Regions from separate parts of the Sus scrofa genome. Here all the other regions are linked to region 1. Evidence: chromatin contacts called from public Hi-C and HiChIP or PLAC-seq data. All regions are on one chromosome and are shown on one strand. Each heading gives the region's core, a stretch centred on a gene start, on an enhancer-like site or on the middle of the called end of the contact. The rest is flanking DNA. Distances are from core to core; before and after follow the strand shown.

The links. Hi-C and Micro-C count contacts between places; a contact is called where the count stands out from the background. HiChIP or PLAC-seq counts read pairs in DNA pulled down with a chosen protein or histone mark.
Region 2: an H3K27ac HiChIP or PLAC-seq map of alveolar macrophages shows a contact between it and region 1. The contact joins the promoter of PPP1R18 here to the promoter of VARS2 in region 1. A contact is called at or near these places in 1 of 47 Hi-C or Micro-C datasets (epiblast stem cells) and 1 of 2 datasets of contacts at active chromatin or transcription factors (alveolar macrophages).
Region 3: a Hi-C map of liver shows a contact between it and region 1, with 5 times the contacts expected there. The contact joins the promoter of CCHCR1 here to the promoter of VARS2 in region 1. A contact is called at or near these places in 1 of 5 promoter capture datasets (liver), 2 of 47 Hi-C or Micro-C datasets (liver and skeletal muscle) and 1 of 2 datasets of contacts at active chromatin or transcription factors (alveolar macrophages).
Region 4: a contact with region 1 is called in an H3K27ac HiChIP or PLAC-seq map of alveolar macrophages, with 9 times the contacts expected there. The contact joins the promoter of PSORS1C2 here to the promoter of VARS2 in region 1. A contact is called at or near these places in 2 of 5 promoter capture datasets (fetal liver and liver), 6 of 47 Hi-C or Micro-C datasets (embryonic fibroblasts, epiblast stem cells, mesenchymal stem cells and 1 more) and 2 of 2 datasets of contacts at active chromatin or transcription factors (alveolar macrophages and skeletal muscle).

What each region holds. Positions count from the first base shown.
Region 1 is chr7:23,403,640-23,406,482 of Sscrofa11.1, reverse strand. VARS2 (valyl-tRNA synthetase 2, mitochondrial) reads right to left here and starts at 1,460. Exons shown (of 29, transcript NM_001123214.1): 1 at 1,260-1,460; 2 at 1,045-1,126; 3 at 829-929; 4 at 499-620; 5 at 329-395; 6 at 140-237. The coding sequence starts at 1,460. GTF2H4 (general transcription factor IIH subunit 4) reads right to left here. Exons shown (of 13, transcript NM_001123120.1): 13 at 2,355-2,527. The coding sequence ends at 2,355.
Region 2 is chr7:23,218,877-23,221,719 of Sscrofa11.1, reverse strand. PPP1R18 (protein phosphatase 1 regulatory subunit 18) reads left to right here and starts at 1,405. Exons shown (of 3, transcript NM_001128480.1): 1 at 1,405-2,843. The coding sequence starts at 1,405.
Region 3 is chr7:23,556,674-23,559,516 of Sscrofa11.1, reverse strand. It overlaps CCHCR1 (coiled-coil alpha-helical rod protein 1), which reads left to right and starts at 1,367. Exons shown (of 18, transcript XM_021098445.1): 1 at 1,367-1,508; 2 at 2,583-2,649; 3 at 2,728-2,843. The coding sequence starts at 2,628. TCF19 (transcription factor 19) reads right to left here and starts at 240. Exons shown (of 3, transcript NM_001167591.1): 1 at 3-240. The coding sequence starts at 240.
Region 4 is chr7:23,540,563-23,543,405 of Sscrofa11.1, reverse strand. It overlaps PSORS1C2 (psoriasis susceptibility 1 candidate 2), which reads left to right and starts at 1,493. Exons shown (of 2, transcript NM_001123171.1): 1 at 1,493-1,544; 2 at 2,307-2,662. The coding sequence starts at 1,493. The coding sequence ends at 2,662.

The DNA of each region.
Region 1 (2,843 bases), core at 211-2,710:
ATGCTCCCAGAGCTTACGTCACCATGGGAAGTTAGGACTGAATGAGAAGAGCCTCGCCTACGCGTTAGGGGAGAGGGGCTGGAAAGCCAGGACCCAAACCTGTGGCATTGGCCCCTCCCGCCCCGCCCACCATACTCACTCCTCCTTCCACTTCCACACCTCCCTAAGGAAGTCTTCTCGGCTCAGCTCACGTCTCCTCAGCCCTCGTTCCTTCCACAGCTTTTTCTCCACCACAGCCTACAGTAAGATGAGGGCGCAGAGAATCGGGTCACTTTGGGGGAAGAAAGCTCTTTCACCCAAGAAAAGGGAAAAGTGGCAAAAAACATACTTGAGTAGCAATCCCTGCATGATCTGAGCCAGGGACCCACAGCACCCGATCCCCACGCATCCGGTGCCTGCAAAAGAAATAACCTCACATGAATCCCTGGCCTTACCTGTTTATCCTTCGCACACTTTCTCCTTCCCCTCCAGAACTCAAGTAGCCCATTCTCCTCTCACCAGCGCACGAGGGCATCCTGTATGGCCACCGTCAGGGCGTGCCCGATGTGCAGGGAGCCAGTGACGTTAGGGGGTGGGATACACATGGAAAAGGTCTCCCCTGTAGCCTGAGGCAGCCTGGTCTAGAAGCAAGGAGAAAAGTCAGAGAGGGCTGGATGTTCCCTGGAGAAATAGCACCCTCTGGTGTCTGCAAGGCAGAAAGAAATGCAGAAAAAATAAGCAAATTAATAAGGAAGGGAAAAACCTACAGAGAACAATTGTGGAGACACCAACTCCACCAGCCATTTCGCCTTGTGGACCACTTAGCACTCCTCCCTGCTGGGTACTAACCTGATATTCTGGTTTGAAGAAGCCCTCTCGCACCCACCATGGGTACCAGGCAGCCTCAACATACCGGGGGCTGTATGCAGGAGGCAGGGGCCGGGAGACATCTATGGCGACAGACAAGAGCTCCACTAACTCCTGGATTTTGTTCCCAGGTTGCATTTCAGCAAACCAAAGAGGCGATAAAATTGTGAGGGAAGAGGCCTTCCAGTTCTTAATTACCTTTCTTTTCACCGTGTTCCGTGGGGATTTCATACAACACTATCTCCTTAGGAGTCCAGGCCTTAGTGGATTCTGCAGGTGGCTGGGGAGAGAAGCGACCAGAAAAGGGGTTGCAACTCCAGTGTACCCCAGGCATAAGGAATCCAGCCAGTCTCTCCTCCAGCTCCCTCCCAAGCCCCCTCAGAGAACCAAGGACACGCTATCTGACTCCTAACCTTGCCCTTTGCTGCTATGCCAGTCTCCAGCGCCGCCTGCTTCTCTCGCAGGCGCTTCTGTTTGGCTTCACGGTTTCTCCGTGAGATGGGTGATCCATGGGGCTCTGACTGAGTGGAAAGGGAATGGGACCTGGGGAAGCACCGTGTGGGCCTCAGTCCCCTAAGCGGTGGTCGAAAGGAAGCCAGAGGCAAGTGAGGCATCAGGAGTGCTTGCAAAGGGGCCAGGATCTGTTCCAGACAGAGCACATTAGAAGGTATGGGTGTGAGAAAAGGTCACACCTCCTGTTACACCCTATTCCTTACTTCCCGTCTCCTTGGTCTGTCAAATATCGACCCCACCCCACATAACCCATTCCTCCGTGAGGACTAGTGTGCATGGTGTCGACAGGGTCCTGGAGTCATAGAGATCAAGGCTCTTCTGGGACAGGGTCGGAGTCTCAGGCCTTCAACCTGTTTATCTGCGACGTGGGGGAAACAGAGATGCGGACAGAGGCAGGGAAAGGATTCAGGGATTCGCGGAGTTGATAGACATCGGCGTTCCCAAGAGCCGGCAAGGAGTCCCTCCAGGGTCACTGCGAACTCTGTCCTCCCACGAGGCCGTCCGCACTGCCCCCGGCCCAGCTCACTGCCCTGCCTTCCCGCCAGTCACCGCGTGGGCCCCGGCCCCGCAGCGCTTCCCACTCCTACGCGCGCGCTCACCGGGTGGGCCGGCTGCTATCCCAGGGCGCCCCGCGGCAGGGGCGGCAGAGGCTGGGGCTCCGAAGAAGCCGAAGCCGGAACGCGATCCGCAAGCCGCGCGGCGCAGGGAGGCGGGGCCCTGATGGGGCGCAGGCGCGGCCGCTGGCCTCGGCCCCACCTCCTCCCCCTCCCAGTCCAATGGCTGCCGACGAGGAGAAGAGAGGAGCGCGTCTTCCGCGAAGAGACGCCTCCCGGCTAAGCGCCCCGGGTCGCGTGGTTCATTTTCACAATTTTATTAAACAAGAAGAGTCTTGACGTGTGAATAAAAAATACCCCTGAGTTCTGAGGCGGCGTCCGCCTCCAAGCGGCCCGCCGTCACGGTACTGTCACAGTACTGTCCCGCCCGGTCCCGCAGTCTCAAGAGCTGTGCTTCTGCCGCTTCCAGAAGCGCTTGACGTCGCTGTGTCCCGCCGGGGTCACCACCATGAGCCGCTTTGCCGAGTTCTCGAACACTAGGACGCCCAGCTCCCGCGCGTGGGCCAGCAGCAGCTCAAAGTCCACTTGTGACAGGAACTGGTTATAGAGGACGCCTGGGGTCCGCAGGTCAGGAGCGGCGACGAGAGAGAGGTGAGAGCATGAGGTGAGGCGCGGGGCCCAGAGTCTGGGGCTGCCTCAGGGCAGCGGCCTGGGCTTGCCCCCCGCATTTACAAAGGAATCCTGTTTGCCTGTTCTAGGGCTCATCCTAACTCTAGTGTGATCCAGCCATATTCAGAAAGTCAATATAATACAATAAGAAAACCCATTAATGCTTATCAAACCAGGTATATTACTATGAATTATCCTTCGCCATTTCCCTCTTCTAGCTAATCCACATTGCACCGATTTGAAGCAGTTCATTTACTGCTG
Region 2 (2,843 bases), core at 156-2,655, 180 kb after region 1:
GAAAAGAGGTGTCCGGGAGCCCAATCCCACGCGGGGTCGAAGAGGGCGAGGCTCCGCCCCCTAGTCCGGCTCCGCCCCGCGCCCCCTTCGCTCTTCCCCATTGTCCTCAGACAAAGCGGTCGCCGCCCCCCGCCCGGCCCCCAGGTCTCTGTCTCCGTTCCTCCTCCTCCGCTCCCTCTTTCCCTCCTCCTCCCCCTCCCTCCTCCCCTCCCGCCTGTCTCCGGATCTCCCTCGATCCCTCTCTCCTCCTCTTCCTCTCTCCTCCTCTCTCCGGACACCAGGCTCCTCCGCACCCCCGCCCCCGGGAGCCCCGCGGCGAGTGAGTTGACGGAGGGGCTTCAGACTTGGGGAGGGTGTCTCCTCTCTCCCGTCCCTTCTCCCGTCCCCGGCCCGGACCTTGGGCTGTCTCCTCTTTGTGCCGAGATTGCCTGTCTGTGCGGCCAGAGCCGGCTGGGGATGGCCGGCTATGTCGGGGTTCCGTGAGAGCCGATACCGGGCACGGGACTGGCAGGCTCCGGAGGCGTGGAGCTGGTCCTTCGCATGCCTGGGTCCCGGGGCACCGCCGGTGCAGGAGGCAGGCGGTGGTACGGGGACCGGGTGGGGGTGGACGCCAGGGTTCTGGGAATGTGCTGGCAGGTCTGACGCCCGGGTTCCGAAAGTCCCCGGGGGAGGGTATTTCCCCTGACCCGCCTCGGGGCGGAGTGCGGGGCGGGGGGTGGGGGCTGGGGGGCCGGAGAGGCGTGGCCCGAGCGGAGCTGGAAGGGGAGCCCGGACCTCCGGGGCCCGTGCTGAGACTCGCCGGGCTGCAGCCGCGGAGCTCCCTCACCCCTCTGCCCCGATTTCCCCTTCTCCCCAGGACTCGTCCACTCTCCGCCCTCCCACCTTCCCGACACCCGTGCAGATCCCACTGCCCCCTCTCCGGCGGGATTCCCTGACCTCTCCTCCAGCTCTCAGCGCTCCTGGGTAGCGGTGAGGCAACCTTGCCTGGATCCTGTTCCCGTCACCCCCAGCCTCTCTTTTCTCTTCCTCCCTCGCGCCAACTTCTTTCGTTTTTCAGTCTTCTCACATCCTCGGGACTGTCTGATGCCCATTAACCTGTGCTGACAAATCTGACTCCTACCTCTGCCCTGAATCTCCACTCTTCCTCTCAACTCCCTCCCCCCACCCCCTCTACCTGGCTCTTAGTTCCTTCTTCGCGTTCTCAGTGTTCCCCCTTTTCTGCCCTCCCTCTTCTCCCTCTTTCCCTCTGTCCTTCCTCACTCTCAGCTCCTCTGTCCTCTTCCGAGTCCCACCTCTCCCCCCACTTCCTCTCCGCCCACCCCTATTCTCACCCCCTGGGCCTTTCTGGAGCCTCTCCTTCCTGTTCTCTGCCCCCAGCGCTCCCCCACCCTCCCCAAGTCGACCATGGCCACCATCCCGGACTGGAAGCTACAGCTGCTAGCCCGGCGCCGGCAGGAGGAGGCAGCCGTTCGTGGCCGGGAGAAGGCAGAACGGGAACGGCTGTCCCAGATGCCAGCCTGGAAGCGGGGGCTTCTGGAGCGCCGCCGAGCCAAGCTTGGTCTGTCTCCTGGGGAGCCTAGCCCTGCGCCTGGGACTACGGAGGCTGGACCTCCAGACCCAGACAAGTCTGCCGTCCTCCTGGAGGCCATTGGGCCAGTGCACCAGAACCGCTTTATTCGGCAAGAGCGCCAGCAGCAGCAGCAGCAGCGGAGTGAGGAGCTACTTGCGGAAAGACGGCCTGGGCTCTTGGAGGCCCGGGAGTGGAGATCCAGCCCTGGGGAGATGAGGGATCAGAGCCCCAAGGAAAGAGAGTCTAGAGAAGAGCGGCTCAGTCCCAGGGAGGCCAGAGAGAGGAGGCTGGGGATAGGGGGAGCTCGAGAGTCAAGCCCCAGGCCTTTGGAGTCTAGGGACTGGAGGCAGAGCCCAGGAGAGGCTGGAGACCGGAGCTCCAGGCTGTCAGAGGTGCGGAAATGGAGGCTGAGCCCTGGAGAAACTCCGGAGAGGAGTCTAAGACCTGCAGAGCCTCAAGAACAAAGCCCCAGGAGAAAAGAGGTGGTGGAAAGTAGACTGAGCCCGGCGGTCTCTGACCACGAGAAGCTGGGCCTGACAGACGCCCATAAACGGAGGCCTGACTCCGGAGAGTCTCAGGAACAGAGTCTGGTGCTGGAGGCATCAGAGTGGAGGCTGAGCTCAGGAGAAGAAAGAAAAGACTGCTTGGAGGAATGTGGGAGGAAAGAAGAGAGGACACTTCCAGGGATGGTCCCAGAAGACATTACAGGGTCGCCAGAGACCCTGACAATGGAGGCTGCAGGCAGCAGCTCTGGAGGAGTGGAGGCAGCAGACCAGAGGCCCATCCCTGTGGAGGATGGCGAGAGGGACTTGCGGCTGTCAGAAGGGTGGAAATGGACCCTGAACTCTGGGAAGGTTCGAGATCGGACACCTAGGGACACAGAGACTCAGAGTCAGAAACCGGAGTCTGCAGAGAAGCACTTGGGGCCTCTTGGTGCGGAAGCTGGAGAAGGGGAGGCGGAGAAGGAGGAGGCAGGGGCTCAGGGCAGGCCTCTGAGCGCCCTGCAGAACCGCTGCTCAGTGCCCTCCCCCCTCCCACCAGAGGACGCTGGGACTGGAGGCTCTAGACAGCAGGAAGAGGAAGCAGGGGAACTTCGGCCCCCACCAGCAGCCCCTCTGTCTCCCCCACCCCCAGCCCCACCTGCCCCCCAGCCCCCTGGGGATCCCCTCATGAGCCGGCTGTTCTATGGGGTGAAGGCGGGGCCAGGGGTGGGGGCCCCCCGCCGCAGCGGACACACCTTCACAGTCAACCCCCGACGGTCCGCGCCCCCTGC
Region 3 (2,843 bases), core at 118-2,617, 150 kb before region 1:
ACCTTGGCTGCTATGGTCCTCCAGGCTGACCCTCCAGTCATCACCCCGGCGCTCAGCGTGCAGCTCCGCGTGGACTTCCGAGATGAAGCCGGGCTCCTGCTGGGGCCGCAGGGCCACATCACACAGGTCGGCCCTGCAGCCCAAGCGGTAGGTGCAGCCAGCCCCACTTGGGGGGTGGAAGGTGTAAAGGTCGACACCCCTGCCGCCCCCTATGCGCAGCAGCTGGAAGCAGGGCAGCATGGGCGGTGCCCCCTCTGCACCACCTCTTCCACTTCAGGAATCCATCACTTCCCAATCCTGGGCCATGCACAGCTGGCCTAAGTTCTCTTTCCCTCTGATGCAGAGTTGAACTGTGCTTTGTGCAATCTCAACCTTGGGCACGCTCCCCGAATAGTGTAAATTCAGAGTGCAAGGGCCTAGGATTCGATGCAAGATTGGCTGTCAACAGTTTTCCAACTGAAAAATTTCGTGAGGGTCCCAGTATAGTGCAAAGACGAAGATGTCCTATGGCACGAAGTTGAATCAGATCCTCAGGCTGCAGAATATTCCGGGAGCCTTCAAGTCTGTGCCAGGCAACAATACGTTAGGCAGCTTCTGGGGAATATGCGAATTGCAAGGGGGGAGGACTGGGGTCCTGCTTCTGTGTGATACTAACTTGTCACCTCAGTGTAATTTGGAGAAGTTTCCTGTCAATTCTGCTAATCCAAACAGAGTAACCCACCTGCTAGCCTGCGCCTCGCTCTTCTGGCCAACCCCTCACTCATAACTAGATAGCTTAAACCCCCGTGGGAAGTCTATCCACTGTCATCCCTCCAAAGGCAGTGCAAATGGGTCTCTATGTTCTCTAACAAAGCGGATCTAAACCCCTGCTTCCCGACTTCTCCAGGTGGGATTAAAGACAGGATAGGGCTTCCCGGGATCATGCGAGGGAAACCCAGCCTTTTCCCTCCCCGCCGCAATCCAGATTCTTATCTACCGCGAGGTGCAGTCTCGAAGCGGTCCCCTCTCCGGGCAGTGCCAGCCTGTGCGGCAGCTCAGGATCTCTCAGGCTCCGGCCAGGGCTGGTGCTCCAGCGGCTGTTTGACAGCGAGGAAGCCGGGGCCAGGAGGGGCGCCGTCTCCGCGCGCGGGCAGTACCGACCCCGCCTTCGGAATTCCCGGGTCTGAACTTCGCGCCGAGAGAGCCCGCCCCCCGTGCCGTTTCTGATTGGCCATCTCTTTTGCCCTCCTTCTCTCCATTGGGCGACGCGCTGGGAGGGTCTCCGATCTCCCGCCTTCCGCTTTTTCTGATTAGTTCACAAGTTTTCCCGGGTTCCCGGAGTTGGGAGGAGCCGCCAGGGCGCGGAGATGCCCTCAGTGCCATAATTGGGCCGGGCTTTAGACTACCGCGCCTGCGTACACCTCTTCCCCTCCTCCTCCCGGAAGGGTGAAGGGCTTTAGAGCGTCCCGCCAACCTGCCCGCTTTGCGCAGGCGCGGTCAGGGGCTGAGGCCGCGCTTCTGAGCTAGGGGTAGGGGGTGTGGTCAAAGGGCAGAGGGGTCGCTCGCGCTGGGTAAGGGGTATTCGGGAAGAGTCGGTTGGGGGCGGGAAGGGCCAAGAGGGGGTGCGGGGGTGGGTTCAGGGGTCCACAGGGTGGAGGGGTACAGGGTCCGGGTAAAAGGACAAATGAAGTGGTCAGAACAGCCCTAGAGCTCCTCGTCCAGCAGGGCGAAGGCTCAGGAGTATCTGCGGGAGAGGCGGGAGGGAGAGCAGGCAATTGAATTGAGAGATGAGCGTGGGGGACCAGAATAATTCCTTCTGGATCAAAGCAAATTAGGATGTAGGGAGGGGCATAGGAATCTCAGATTGGGGGGGGGAATAGATGGATTCGGGTGGGAGGGTGGGGAGATCTTGAAGAGCCGTCTCTTGTCTGGGGCTCTGGAGAGGCTGGTGGGAGACAGGAATGGAAACTGAGAGGACAGTAGAGAGAAACTGAGCAGGGAGTTGCTGGAAGGGTTTGGATGAGATGACTTTTCTGCCAAGGGGTCTAGGCTGCCTGGATTCCCTGGGGGCCCCATAGGTGTCCTGCTCTACATGTAGCCATGCTCATCTGGGGCCAGGCTTTGGATCAGCGCTTTGATAAGGAAGGACCCAGGAGTCATGGCTTGGTGGTGTCTGGATGGGCTTCCCCAAGGCCTTGCTGAGCCATGGAGAGAACTCCGGCGATTGGGCTCACAGCCCCTGCACCGCACACCTTCGTCATCTCCATCCAGGAACAGCAGAGACTGTAGAAACTTAAGGAGGAGGGTAAAGGCACTGCCCAGAATTCTACAAGTATGAACAAAACCTAAGAGCTTCCCAGCCTGTCTCAGTAAATTTGTTCCATCTCGTGGCTGTTGCCATAGTTCTGTTAGGAACCAGATTGAGACAAGCAAGTGATTTTCAGATATTTCCTGCTTCTTTTGGGAAGTAGGAAAAGAGGAGCTAAGAGTCGGCCATCCCTGGCTGTTATTTAAGGCTTTTGACTTTGCTGTTGTAGGGGCTCTCTCTTTGGAAGGGGGCTTGAAAATTGAATTGGAGTGTCCTTGTTTCTCCTATTGTCCAGGAGAACATAGATGACTGGACACAGAATCTAGAGACTTCAGATGATATGGAGATGTTTCGACGTTCAGGTCAGTGGGATCTTGCAAGGGAACTGGTGATTGTGTCCCCCTGGGAAACTGACCATCTTTGTCCTTACGATTCCTCAGGTTCCACCAGGCTGATACCCCCATCCCACTTCCAAGCTCGGCCCCATCCAACTCTGCCGAGAATGGCTCCCCCTTGGGTCTCAGACATTCCCTTGGTCCAGCCCCCGGCCCATCAA
Region 4 (2,843 bases), core at 244-2,743, 140 kb before region 1:
TGCCTCCACTTGGGAGAAGCACAAGCGCGGCCCGTGTGGAGGGAGGATGCTGCAGGGAGAGGCCAGGACCTAGTGGAGCTTGGATTTTACTCTAAGGCCATAGAAAGTCCTTGCAGTGCTTTTTTGTTGTTTGTTTTGCTTTTTTAGGGCCACATGTGACATATGGAAGTTCCCAGGCTGGGGGTTGACTCAGACCTACAGCCTCTGGCCTGCACCACAGCCACAGCAGCTCAGGATCTTAGCCGAGTCTGCGACCTACACCACAGCTCAAGCCAACACTGGATCCTTAACCCACTGACAGAGACCAGGGATCGAAGTCGCATCCTCATGGATACTAGTCAGATTCCTTTCTGCTGCACCACAACAGGAATTCCTTGGAGTGCTTTTTAACCTGGGGACTTTGGCACAATTCCGATTTACATTTTAAAGGGGTCTGTTGGCTGGCTGGGGAGGACGGTTTAGGGTGTGGCCGAGGGATGAGGAGAGAGAGGAAGGAAGCGCAGGGGGACAGTGGTGTCCCTTCCTGCCGGAAGCAGACCAGGGCGAGGGGGACATGGGACAGCCTGGTGAGGAGGTGAGTTCTGCTCTGGGCACATTACTGAAGAAAGTTTCTAGGAGGGCTCTCAGAGACACAGACCCCATTTAGTGACATCTGAAGGATGAGAGGAGGCGGGTGGGCACAGAGCTCTCGCCAAGGACCAGGAGAGGGAGGCAGAAGGGCTGTGAAGAGGATTCCAGCGGGAGGAGGGGAGCTGAGTCAGCTTCCGGTGTAACCCGGAACCAGCCCTGGGGTGGGGAGAAGGAATCAGGAGGTCCTCATGTTTCCTTCCTGATCTGCAGTCACCCCAGGTGACTCTTGGATGAAACTCCTTGGAGGCCTCCTACACCTGGGGAAGGCACAGGCTGGAAGGCGGCAATTCCAGGAAAAGAACTGAGCCCCAGGAAGAGGCCTCACCCTGGGTGGGCGGGGGAACCTGTGCTAGCTGAGACTGTCCTAGCTGCAGCCCATTGTTGAAAAGGTTCACCGTCCCCATCCACCCCTCCCTGTGCCCCCGATCGCCCACCCCCACGCGGCCTCCTGCCTCCCAGCCCCTGTAATTACACTGCTTCCCCACGCGAGGCTGCTCCCATTCCTTGGCCGCCGCTGGCCTTGAGGGATGCAAAGGGAAGGCCCTGTTATTAAAACTGCTGCAGAAGGGGATGTGCAAAGTTGGGATGACCAAGGTCTAGGTCACCGATAAAGCCTGGATGGCTGGGTCCTGAGCTGGGGGACTAAAATGAGGGACGCCACCATCACAGGTTACACACTAGCCATGGCCTTCCAAACGGGTTTGACCAGTTAGATTCCCGTGTGATTCCTTGTGTCACTGGGCCAGCCCCTCCCCAGAGACTGGCCTCTTCCCCTCCTGCCTTCCCTATAAAGCCTCTTGGGGTTCCTGGGCAACCAGACTCAGCCTACCCCCCCGACTTTGGGGGCCAAGAGACAGCCAAGATGCTCAACTGGAAGCTACTGGGGATCCTGGTCCTTTGCCTGTTCGCCGGAGGTGAGCTGGGAGTAGAGGTCTGGAGTGCAGTTTGGGGGGGATGGGGGATGGTCAAAATGAGGCGGGGGTGACATGGATGCACAGAGGAGATTCTGGGAGATTCGGAGAATTCATGTGAGGGTAAGAGCAAAGGGGATGCAGGTGATGCCGGAAGGTACATTTTAGCTCAGACCAAATGCTTGGCTGGTTTGAGTGTAGCTCCCTGTGGTGATTTAGATCAGAATTCATGGAGTTCCCTGGTGGTACATTGGGTTAAGAATCTGGTATTGTCACTGCTAGGGCTTGGGTTGCAGCTGGGGCGTGGGTTTGATCCCTGGCCTGGGAACTTCCACATGCCTCAAGCACTCCCTCTCCGCGCCCCCCCTCAACACACATCAAAAAAATCAGAATTCAGGTGTGTGGGGTCTGGGTGCCACATGGGGCCAGAGTGTAGGCCGCTTTGGGACTGCAGACCAGCACAGGGGCCATGCCAGCTGGGTGTCCCAGTTGTGGATGGAGCTTATGTAGAGGGAGGAGGGTCCTGACAGTTTAAAGTTGGTCCAGGTAATGGTTCAAGACAAGGTTTTTATGTCATTTTTAAGATCACTTTGGAATTTTGTGAATGTGCAGAGAGCTCTCTGAGAGTTACTTTGAGGTTTGTGGGATCGGCTGACTGAAGTCCATCCCTGAGAAGTCGTGCCCCCTGGGCCTGAAGTTTGGGGGGGACCTGGGGCGGGTCGCTGGCCCTTACTGCCTCTTACTTTTCTCCTTCCTCCTCTACAGGCATCTCAGGCAGCGGAGACCACCCATCTCCCCCATCCACGGAGGCCTCAGAGGAGGAGGGCTCCCCAACATTGCCTCGGGGCCCCCCAATCCCCGGTGACCCTTGGCCAGGGGTACCTCCTATCTTTGAGGACCCTCCAGCTCCAGGGCCCAATCGTCCCTGGAGAGACCTGCCTGAATCTGGAGTCTGGCCTCCTGAACCCCCTAGTACTGATCCCCCTCAACCTCCCCGGCCTGACGACCCCTGGCCAGCAGGACCCCAGCCTCCAGAAAACCCCTGGCCACCTGCCCCTGAGGTGGACCACGGATCCCGAGAGGAGCCAGACCTTGACCCACCCCGGGAGGAGTACAGATAATGGGATCCCCAGAGGCATCCTGTGCCTCCAGGCAGAGGGCCCTCCAGCTCAGCTCTTTTCCCACTTGCCTTGAATTCTCTTCAACTGAGCCTAACTTCTTAATCCTTTCCTTATTCCTGAACCCGGAAGGTGTTCTCGGTATTTTTTGTTCCCTCCTGGGATCTATATTAGCCCCCACCTT